Linked DNA regions of Mus musculus: region 1 is linked to region 2. Evidence: chromatin contacts called from public HiChIP or PLAC-seq data. All regions are on one chromosome and are shown on one strand. The core of a region is the stretch at or near the end of the contact, and the rest is flanking DNA. Distances in the headings are between cores, read along the strand shown.

Region 1 (5,588 bases), core at 143-2,642, 810 kb after region 2:
AGGATGTTCCATACTGAATCTTTTCTCACTCTTCATTCTTGAGTCGCTCCCTTTGAATCACTCCCTTCTCTAAGTACAGAAACAGGGTTGAATATCTACCTACCATCTTAATTCAGCAACAAAACTCCGCATTGTCTTTATGGGGGATGGATACAGCACCTTTCCCTGTCTTTCTGCACACACCCAACTTCTTATGAGGATGTTCACCGTACACCTATTCTGTCCTTGCCATGAACCCCTCCTTGTTCAAGTAGCTCAACCAACTTCTTGAATATCATACATTCTATGATCCTGCTGACTAGTCATTTCCAGGCCAATGGATAGCTTTGAAGGCTCTGTATCTCATCGTTTCTGCAATGGCTGGTATCTTTCTCCTGTCCACACACTGCTTCCACCTGTTGGGTTTGACATCTGCTTTCTACCCCAGGGCCTCCTAACCCTCTCAATAGCCCCCTTGAGTCTTTTTATAAAGGGATGTGTGCAGTCTGCTACCCCCTAAAGTGTTGGCATTCCTTCAAGCTCTATCCTTCTTTCTTTTTTCATGCTGTGCATTTTACCTGAGACTTCTCAGGCATGCCTGTATTCCACCTCTAGTCTGTGCCTGGGTGCCTCTTAAACCCAGACTTCTCTCAAAGTTCCAATGCATTTACTAGTCACGTTTAGACAGTTCATCTGTGAGGCAGGCATGCCCAAAATCACCCACAGCGAATTCATGAGCTTCTACCTCACCCATCTCTCCGTCCTTTATTATCTACTAACAAAAAGGCTTCTCTGATTATTCACACAGGCCCGTCTCTCCAAATCCCATCCAAGTCACCCCAAATCCCATCCAAGTCACCCCAACATCTACCTAAAATGTGTCCCTTTGTTCCCACCTCTATGACCACTGCTGCAATGCGAACCAGTATCATTTCATTCGGACCAGTGCAATGTCCATGCAACATGATACCTGCATCTGAGCCTATTCTAGAAACCATCTACTCAATCTCTATACTGTAGACAGAGTAGCCATGCAATTTCAAATAATTCTCTAGAAAAATTCTAAAATGGCCCCCCACTGTTATTGAATTAAGTTTTCATTTCTACTGCATATTGTAGCCTTCTTCCTCATACTCTGAGCTCTACAACTGAGTGGATTGCATATTTAAACATATTATGATCTCTCATATATAAAAATATATAGTAAATATACTCTATATGGAATACCATGTTCCTGGAAAATTATTCATTATTAAAACCCCTCATCGGCATTCTGTTTTGTTTTTACTCTTTCCTAAGACTATTGGATTCAGGTCCCATTCCGCCTCCAACTCTGCTTGAACCAACCTCAGCTAAAGTGAAGCTCTTCTAAGCCTGTCACTATCCAGTCACAACCTTCAGACATGTCACGTATCATACATCAAAGCCTCTAAACAAGGAGGTGCATCCCCCGGGCAGGGTGGATAAAGTCACACAACATTTCAGAATCACTTTCATTTTCACTCTATTTCTCCTAACTTTCAGACAACCAGCAGCGTGTTTATTTCAGAACAGGCTTAGTGTCCAGATCATTGCTTCAATACATTCAGGAAGGAGACATTGAATTGTACTTGGAAATGTTTAAGAATGCAATTTGCCCATGCTAACACTTTTTTTCTTCATCATCAGAAGGAAGAAGGGAACTAAGGAACACTGGCTTTAGGGAAGCTTCGCTTTCTAAAAGACACACACTTGTTTTCTGACCCTCTAGTCAAAAGAGCAGCCTTGAGATGCATGTCTGTTACATGCACCTATCCCGTAGTGGGCTCAAGCCCAACAGATTGCTTCCATAACCCTCCTGAACCTGGCTGATTTTATATACTTATAGTGGGTTAGTCTGATGCTGCTTTTCATCTAGTGCTAAACACTGGCTCTCAAGATCTCGTTGTGCTGACAAGCAGATCCTCATGTACACCAAGTGATGCTATGCAAACCTTGTTCCCCAATTCGACTGGTCAACACAAGGCTAGAGTTGTGATTGGGTGGTAGAGGGAGGAGGGTGGACCTTGAGAATCAAGTGAGGGGGTTGCAGGTAGAGGGGAAAGGAGAAAAGACCCAGAGATTGGGGAGGAAGCCAGGAGAGGAGATGGACCATGAATGAGCATGTGGCCAGGAGAAACAGCAAGTAAGAAGGGACTTCATAGCTGGGAAGCAAGTTAGAATAGCTCCAAACCTGTTACAGCTTGTAAGTAAAATATCTGACTTGTGTGTCTTTTATATAGGTTAGCTAGAATTATCAATTAACTTCACATATACTAGTGTAATACTGTAAACAAAACTATGCAAAATTTTTAGACCTTAAACACCTTTGTTGGCTGCTGAAACACGAAGCCTTTGGGTATTTCCACTGTCCTCAGAGAAGGTTTTATAACCCTAAGAAGTGCTCACTGCACACTTTCCATCTTTCCAGTCTTAGTTCTCTCTGAGTGAAGGTGACCTGCTAACACCCACAGTTCAGCAGGCAGTGATGTGTCCTCACTGGGACAGGATGCTGAGTGTCTCAGAACAGGATATGTGTGACCCTCATCAAGCTGACCCCCAGGCTTAGCCTCGCCTTCCAGACATCTGACAGATAAATGGCACCAGTGAGTACTACAAACGTGCCTGAGCGTCAAGGGAGAAAGGGGAGCGCACGTGCATTCTCTGTAAATGCCAGCAGACACGTCGTGGGGCAAGCTGGCTCTCTGTGCAAGAGCATACCTCATTTCAGGTTAGTCATCACTTGTCACCAAACAGGAAAATGCTGACAGATCCACACCAGATAAGGTGAATCATGGCAGTGTGAGAAACAGCCCACTTTTCATGATGAAACCACCTTGTGTCCATGCCTCCAAGCACAGCATAGGCCAATGCCTCCACCACTCCCCCCAAACGGGAAAAATCCAGATGTTCCTGTGATCTTCCACTGGAAACTTCTCAGAAGAAAATTAAAACAACATGGGGTATTTTCCAAGGTAGTGAGTGTTTGTCTCACCTTTTCTTTATACAGAGAAATGTTACCCTCAGAGCACACAGGATATTATTGTTCTCTGAGTCTCGGTTTAGCAATTATTAAAGAACATTTATATCACAGAGCTGTTAAGAATCAAAGATAATGAGGTAAACGTCAAAATATCGGCTGGTGTGTGCTAGGTGTTCAGCAAATGGTGAGTGCTTCATTCATATCAGGTGACATTTATTTTCTTGAAAGTTAACCATCTACCCAGGTTTCTAGAAACAGAGGCTACCAGCTGACTTTGGAGCATCAACCCCTTACCCACCATCGCCACACCCATGGCAGCAGCCATGCTAAATGGAGCCATGCTAAGTGCTATAATGAAACCCATCAATACATGCCAACCATCCATCATCTGGTCCCCCTTTCCACTGTAATAGTAATAATGAGAGTCTAGAGCATGGTTCTCAACCTTCCTAATGCTGCCACCCTTGAATATGGTTCCTTGTGTTATGGTGACCACTAACCATAAAATGTTTTCATTGCTACTTCATAACTGTAATTTCATCACTGTTATAAATTATAATGTAAATATCTGATATGCAGGATATCTGATATGTGACCCCAGTGAAAGCTCATTCAACCCCCAAAGGGTAGGGCTTCATAGGTTGAGAACCACTGGTTTAGAACAATCAGTAGTTAGTGTGTCCCTCTGACCACAGAGACCAGCTCGAGAGAAAAGCTGGATATCTAGACTGACCCAATAAGAATAAACCCAAGAACCTTGTGTTGTATAACTTTCCCAGGAGAGAATGAAAGAAATGTCTGTTTTCCAGAGAGGCTAACAAGAGACCAAGAAGAGGGTTCCACCCACTTACAAGTGGGTAAACTAACACATTTTCTAGGACTTCTTATAGGACCATTGGCAACCCAAAGGCAGCTGCATGACTTAAAAGCCCAAGCCACTGCGGGCAACTCATGCCCAGTTACTGCACTGCACACTCCTGCCTGGGTGACCTGATTGCAGAAGCTTGGATGGCAGAGGGGCCTCCTGAGGGTACCATAAGAGTCATGTAGGCTTCCTGAGTCTCCTAAGCCTGGCAGCCCCCTCATCCCTCCAAGAACTCACATTAACTGGTGAAGTGGAAACTTATAGGTTCTTTGGAATGGTGCTTTGCAGGGGGAAATGTGAAGGAATGTTTAGCTGAAGCAGGCACAGGTGAAGAGATGTTCTGCTATAGCAATTATGTGAAAGGACACTTGATGAAGAATTCTTTGCTAACAGCACACGAGTATTGGTCCGCCTTACACTGCATAGTTGAGCTGCATTTGTCGGGACTCCATAGAAATGCACCAAAGAACTTCTGGTGATGTGCTGCAGTTTCTTGCTGCTTCCTCTGGACTCAGGATGATTAGCAGAGTGGTGTAGCTGAGACGGATGCACTTGTTCAGGCAAGGCAAGTAGAGGACATGTGATATTTGGAGGTTATAAATAAGACAGTGATGGAGGCTGAGCTAGGCTTGCTTATATAGAGAGCTCGCTGTGCAGTGCTTGTGGGCCTCACATCTTCGCTGATCTTCCCTTCCCTGAGAGAGGCACAGTCAAGAACTTTTCCTGGTGCTCCTTCCTGCTGACATGAGCCAAGGCTGAGGCCTGGCTGTCTCTGCTAGGTCATGTAACTACTGTTGCTAACTGACTACTGAACTGGACTGCTGGTGTATCCATGAGGTGTTTATGAGTGGACTGAGCTGCCACTGCTAATCTGTGAACTGAACTGCTGATTTCCAGACAACTCAGATGGGAGTTGCTCCAAAGAACTTTTCTAAACAGGTACACTTCCCGTGTACCCTTTGTTTTCCACTACCTCTCGTGGGTAATGGGCTAAAAGGGAGGGTAAAGCATTTAAGAACCATCATTAAAAGTAGGTTTTGAAAAAGTTAAAATTACAAATAGGGATGGCTTGGAGTTGTTTCTTTATGACCAAGTATGACCAAGACTGACAGCAATTTGAGTTACTCTAAGCCCCTGGGGTGGGGTGGGGGTGGTGAGATGCATCCATTAGGTCACTCCTACCTTGGATGCCATGGCTTCTCGGGTGACTTTTAGAATTCACTCCTGTCTGAACATTTACAACACTTATGATGACTGTTTCCTCAACCCAAAGCACACAGCCCTCCCCGTTCCTTACCTCCAAGGCCTAGTTCAAATGCCTCCTCTGTGGCACAGTTTCCTCTGTACCCCACAGCACTTCCTGTCCCTCCCTTTGGTCCCCAGTTTCTATGTGCATTTCTTCATGTCCTTCTCTTCCTACACTAGACTGTGAGTCCCTTGAAGTCCCTATCCCAGCCCTTGGCACTACTGTTGGCAGGCAAACTGGGAGGCAGAGTAGCTTGTGCCAGTGTCTAATGTGCAACCAGACACAGAGCAGGCTTGCAATGAACAGCCAGGGGATAAACTGTCCAGGGAATGCTATGTGCGTGCTAGGTCAGACACAGTAAGAAGATACAATAGCAAGTGCTTTGCCATAGCTCTCTAAGTGTCTGCCCTTGTTCCTCAAAGGACAAAGGGAAAGACTCTCCACCTTCTACAGATGTTCAATCACAAATGGGGTTGGTTGGTTGGTTGGTTGGTTGG
Region 2 (5,658 bases), core at 3,078-5,577:
GAAAGCTTACTGTTGAAGTTGAGTCTTATGAAAGGAATAAGTGGGGGTGGCGAAGCAGCTCAACAGCTTGTTGCCCAAAGACCTAGATTCAATTCCTACAGTCCACAGAGCAGAATTGTAGTAGGCTACAGAGCTATAGTTACAACAGCTCATCAAAATATTCTTTTTTTTTAAATGTTAGCATATAATTAACCTCCAGCATGGCTTTTAAGGCACCAGAACCCAGGCACCTCCAACAGCCTTAATCTTCTTTTCAGCTCTTCTGCTGAAGGATTTGGCCTTCTCGATGACAGGTTGCTTGGGGAGCTATCCGAGCCCAGAACTTTGTAGTAACTTGATCGAACATCAATGATGGGAGCAGCTCCAGTCTTATTTTTTGCTACATTGACCCGCATCTGCTCGCTGACCAACGTCCACAATTTATCTAGGTTGACAGTTGGGCAGGAGCTCTGGTGCCTCATACCAACTTTCCCAAAGTAACCTGGATGATATTTGTCAAGTTGATCCTGTGGTGATGCATGCCTCCAGCCTCCCCACAGCCTCCTGGGTGCTTGCAGCGGTGCTTACCTATGCTCACATGGCCACAGCTCACGTGACCCTGGAGTTTCCGGGTCTTCCTCAGTCTGGATGGCATGGCGTGGCAGAAAGGGAAAAGGGACAAAATATTCTTAAGAATACTTTTAAGTGCTAAATTATCTTGGATAAAACTGGTCTCTGGACTAGTCCCAAATTCCTGTATAATGGGGCTGTGAGCTAAATGTTACCTGCCTGACCATAAACTGTTACCTCTCTACTTCTGTAAGCAATACTCGATTTCTGTATATGTCACAATTGCATTTTTTCCCCCTTAAAAAATAAAAATCATGGGGCTGGTGAGATGGCTCAGTGGGTAAGAGCACCTGACTGCTCTTCCGAAGCTCTGGAGTTCAAATCCCAGCAACCACATGGTGGCTCACAACCATCCGTAATGAGATCTGACTCCCTCTTCTGGAGTGTCACAGTGTACTTACATATAATAAATAAATAAATCTTTAAAAAAATAATAAATAAAAATAAAAATCACGCCAGGCAGTGGTAGCACACGCCTTTAATCCCAGCACTTGGGAGGCAGAGACAGGCGGATTTCTGAGTTCAAGGCCAGCCTGCTCTACAGAGTGAGTTCCAGGACAGCCAGGGCTACACTAAGAAACCCTGTCTCAAAAAACCAAAAAAAAAAAAAAAAAAAAATTAAAAAAAAAAAATCAAGCCAACTGGAGTTCCACAATACTTCCCAATAATTCGCTTGGAGCAGTCCTGCCCAAGGTTAAATAAAGACTCCATTCAAGTTATTCAGGTCTTGGGCTGTTCTCTTCAGATACCCTATAACAGGACAGAAGGGCCCTTGCAAGTTATCTTCTCATCTCCACACCTAAACTGTAGAACACACCCACACACTTAAAGGTAATAAAAAGATTAAAGCACAAAGTAGCACTTGAAAGAGTACTCAATTATTCTGGTAATAGGGAAGTTTAAATTCTTCCATCAGATCCAGAAACTATCAAACATTACAAAAGGTGATTCTAAAAATCAGTGAGGAAAGTCACTCTCATGCTTATTCATGGGAATCACAAGGGCAACATTTTTGAGAGGACAACAGCAGGACCTAACAACGTGTCCAAGGCTTTTGAGCCAGCTTCCTCATCTTGAAATGTGTTCTACAGAAAATCTTTAGCGTGTGCTCAAAGATGTTTGCTGACGTTTTTTTGGGTTTGGATTAGTAGAAAAATGTGCAGCTTTCTAAAGAAACGTCATTCAGCAGCAAAAAGCTTAAGGGGACACTGTGCAGCCATTGAAGGGAGTAGACCTCCAGGTGCTTACAGACACACACACACAGGTCAAGAATAACCAAAGGTAGAAAACAGTGCCGCTGGTGCAGCAGGCCCACTTCGGTCATATCAGGTTAATGTAAAAAAGATGTTTATAGGAGATTGGAGGCTTTAGTTTTTACTCCATGTATCCATGTATTCTGGTAGGTTTTAAAATTTTTTTGTGCATATATTAACAGTTCTGGGTATCAAATCAAAAACAAGGCCTTGGGTACTCTTTACCCACTGAGCTATACCTTCAAACCCTCCATTGTTATTATCAGTTTTTTGTGAGACAGAGCCTCACTTTGTAGCTGGCCTTGAAGTCACAAGAAACCTACTCTTTCAACCAGAATGCTGGGCTTTTAGGTCAGAGCCAACACATCTGCATCTAATGTTATTTTAAATGACTCCAAAATGTATTTGCATAATAATTTTAATTAAGAGAAGGAAAACAGATTGGAAGAACACAACAGTTAACTCCTTTGTTAACTATAGTTCCTATGAGGGGGAAACCACACAACCACTCACCCCAATCCTTAGTTAAAAATTCTACAAGGCTGATTCTACTGTGACAGGAGAGACCTGGAATGCTGCAAGCCTGGAGCTAAATTATCTTAGGCTATCCTTGGCCTCCTTAATAGCCATTCATTGCCCACTTCTATGTATAGCTTAGCATCTATCCTTGTGACTGTCCTTCTGGAATGTATAAACAGAACACTAACTTCCACCAATCCCAAAGACTGAGAATGTCATCAGATGAAATCTAAGGCCAATAGCCAGAGACATTCCATAAACTGAAGTGTCTTATCTCTTTTGTTACCATATAAAACTCATAAGACTGTAACACTTTTATGTTGAATATGGTTTGGGGGCAGTTTGAATCCTGTCCTTGGGTCATGATCATTTACATTTTACTACAGAATAAACTCTATTCTCTTCAAAGTCGTTTTCTTTCATCCACACCTTCAGGGAGAAGGAGAAGGGTGAGCTTGTTACTTTTCATTATTAACTGTTAAAAGACAAAACTGAAAAATATTCTATTTTCGTTAAATTAAGAAACTTTATCGAATCCATGACATTTTTCAAACAAGTGAAATGGACTCCAACTCAGTATACTCTAGCAACGTCTCAGTCACAAGTAAAACGGTAACGCCATTTCCTCGGTATTTTTCCCGTTACGTCCTTTATACCGCAATTAGGAATGCAAAAGAATTCCTCTCTCCTTTATGGAATATTACAACCTTAAATATTACCTTCCAGACAAAAATTCAAAGCCTGGCTAGCCAAGAATTTCAGTAGAGTATCCCAAACTGTCAAGATAACAGTTCCTTTTCTAGTCCTAGTAATATTAGAGCATTATACACTTTGTAACTGTTCAGCTTCCTTAAAAACAAAAAACAACTTACTACGCATAAAGAGAAATATAAATCACTTTTACCCCCTGGGATTGGCGAAAAGCAGTTAATGAGCATGAAGAATAAGACAGTAAGCAGTCCGCATGGTAATTAAGATGAGACCCTCCCAGCTAACACTGACGGGCAAGTAGCGTGCAGCACGTTACATGAAAGGCGGCATGACTCTGCACAATGACAGGCCGGGACATTTTCCGGGGAAGGGCCGTTTGGAACGGAAGAGGCCAAATCGGGAAATAGGTAAACAAAGAAAGGCAAAAGGCCGGGGCCAGGACATTAACCCGAAAACGGAGTCGCCATCGCCTGCTGAACTGGCTGACACTTGGACCCAAACGACCCACGGTCTGGGTTTCTACCCGCTATGTCACCGTCGCGTCACCCACGGCCTCCCTCCCGAAGGAAGGCACTTGCCGCCTGACGCATGCCCCCTAGGTAGCGGCCGCCTCCATTTTGTCCTGAGTCTCCTCCACGCGAGCGGCGCGCTATTTTTAACCTAAATCTGCGGGCCGGAGGGGGAGGGGCGTGGGCCTGGCGGGCGCTGGAAGGCCGCCGCGAGGGACCGAGGCGGGGGTGCGGGAGGTTGTCAAGGTCACCAAAGCTAGGACAAAGGACAAGCTGGGAACGAGGCCCGCGGAAACAGCGCCAGGCGACTTCCGGCAGTGCGGGGGCCGTCAAACCCGGACTCCCGCCCTCTAAGAGGACAAAGCGGCGCGCGACGCGCGGCCCCGGCTCCGCCCTCAGCGCCCAGCACGGGGACGCGCACAACGGTTGAAATGGCGGTTAAGGCGGAGGAGGGGCTGAGGGAAGCGAGTTTCTCGGTGCTCCTTGACTCGGGCCACCCTGCCTGCGAGACAGGAACCGGTGGCGCTTCTCTAGGTTGCCACCACTCGCGTTCCTCATGGTCGGTTGCGGGTTGGAAAACAGTGTGGCCGGTTCCATGGAACAAAGGAGTGTGCCAGGGCGGGCTTCCGGACAGCCCCAGGAACGCTCCCTAAGATGGCCGCCGCCGCGCGGGGATGGGGTGGGCGGAGCCCGTGTTGCTCCCGTCGCGGGCCTGGGCGGGGCGATGGAGAGGACTGGTGCCCATGGCGGCCGCCCCGGAGCCCCACGAGACGGAGAAAAAGGTAATGTTCGCCATGGGGCAAGGGGGGGTGGGGGGAGGTGTGCAGTGCGCAGGCCGCGACCCGGTTTCCTAGACCCATCCCATAGCCGCGAGGTATATCAGCGATCTAGTCCTCATATCCCGGATATATCTAAATTGCCAGTTAAACTAGTGAAGAGCAGGCCTGCAGGGTCAGAAAACGGAGACTAATCCAAAACTAGCATTGGATTTGGTAGAAAGGGCTAATAAAGGGGAAATGAAAACTCTGGAGAGCTGGGCGTGATGGTGCATGCCAGTAATCTCCACTTTGAGGGCTGAGGCAGGGGTGAGTTCTGGGCCAGCAAGTGAATCAGTCCTTTTCCTTGCACAACACAGGAGCGCACACTCACAGGTAAGGTATAGATTTGTTAGTTCAATGTGAGAACTGCAGTTTGACCTCTTATTAAAAAAGACGAAATCTCCACTCTGCATGAAGCCGACATCCTACTGGGGTAACGGGACAGTCGAATTTCATCCATTTAAGCCAGCCGGGATAAAACTGCAGTTTGGCCATGAACTGCTAGGCCTGATAGAATGGCTACAGGAAGGTGTCCCAAGTGGAGACTAATTAAGCCATGGTCAAGTGTCTAAAGATGTCTTTTGTTAAACAACTAAAACACTACCTATCAAATGAAAACTTGCTAGCACAAGTAAGGTCAAATGTAGTGTTTGCTTCATAGCTCATCTAGACTTGCTGAAATTGAACAGTGGGTTTGACAAAAAGACTCTGCTCTGAAAAATAAAGCCATGAAGGCTTGGGATGGGCACACCTTTTAACCAGGCACTTAGGAGGCAGTGAGTTCCAGGATAGCCAGGGCTACAAAGTAAACCTAAAACCTGTCTCAGAAAAGATTTTGGAAGCAAGAGAAACTACTTGAAAATACTTTGATACTTTGGTCGGTTTGCAAAACCGACTAAGACCAAATAAGCAGATGAATAGTCTCACAAACAGGGAGTCGAATAAATGGTATTCAGCTGATAACAGGTCACAAATGTTAAATCCGTAAAAGGAGGGGACACTGCTACTGGAACGTTGCTACTGCCAAATCCCCAGGCCAGTGGAACAGCAAGCCAATTACTGTAAATGTTTTCTCAAGATTCCCGGTGAGATGGAATCTAAGTGTATCTTTGCCTAAACAGTGGCCATGAGCGTGTGGGTACTCAAGTAAAATCAGGAGCATCTAGTTAATATAGTCTTGCAAGGCAACAGAAAAATGGTAGTATTAGGACTTAAGATGTGGAAGCAAGCGCAATCCTC

The links. HiChIP or PLAC-seq counts read pairs in DNA pulled down with a chosen protein or histone mark.
Region 1: an H3K4me3 HiChIP or PLAC-seq map of the SCID.adh cell line shows a contact between it and region 2, with 8 read pairs. The contact joins the enhancer-like site here to the promoter of Cox20 in region 2. A contact is called at or near these places in 1 of 39 promoter capture datasets (hippocampal neurons) and 1 of 115 datasets of contacts at active chromatin or transcription factors (the SCID.adh cell line).

What each region holds. Positions count from the first base shown.
Region 1 is chr1:179,128,784-179,134,371 of GRCm38.p6, forward strand. All of the region lies in intron 5 of Smyd3 (SET and MYND domain containing 3), which reads right to left. Among named protein-coding and RNA genes, the nearest start is that of Gm31349, 200 kb to the right of the region's middle. Within about 2 kb of position 1,393, at least 18 of the 459 cell types and tissues checked have an H3K27ac peak or open chromatin away from gene starts, as enhancers often do. A contact at or near this core is called in the SCID.adh cell line, where this site is marked.
Region 2 is chr1:178,314,826-178,320,483 of GRCm38.p6, forward strand. It overlaps Cox20 (cytochrome c oxidase assembly protein 20), which reads left to right and starts at 4,328. Exons shown (of 4, transcript NM_025511.2): 1 at 4,328-4,383. The coding sequence starts at 4,345. It overlaps LOC115487370 (a long non-coding RNA gene), which reads right to left and starts at 1,071. Exons shown (of 2, transcript XR_003948789.1): 1 at 568-1,071.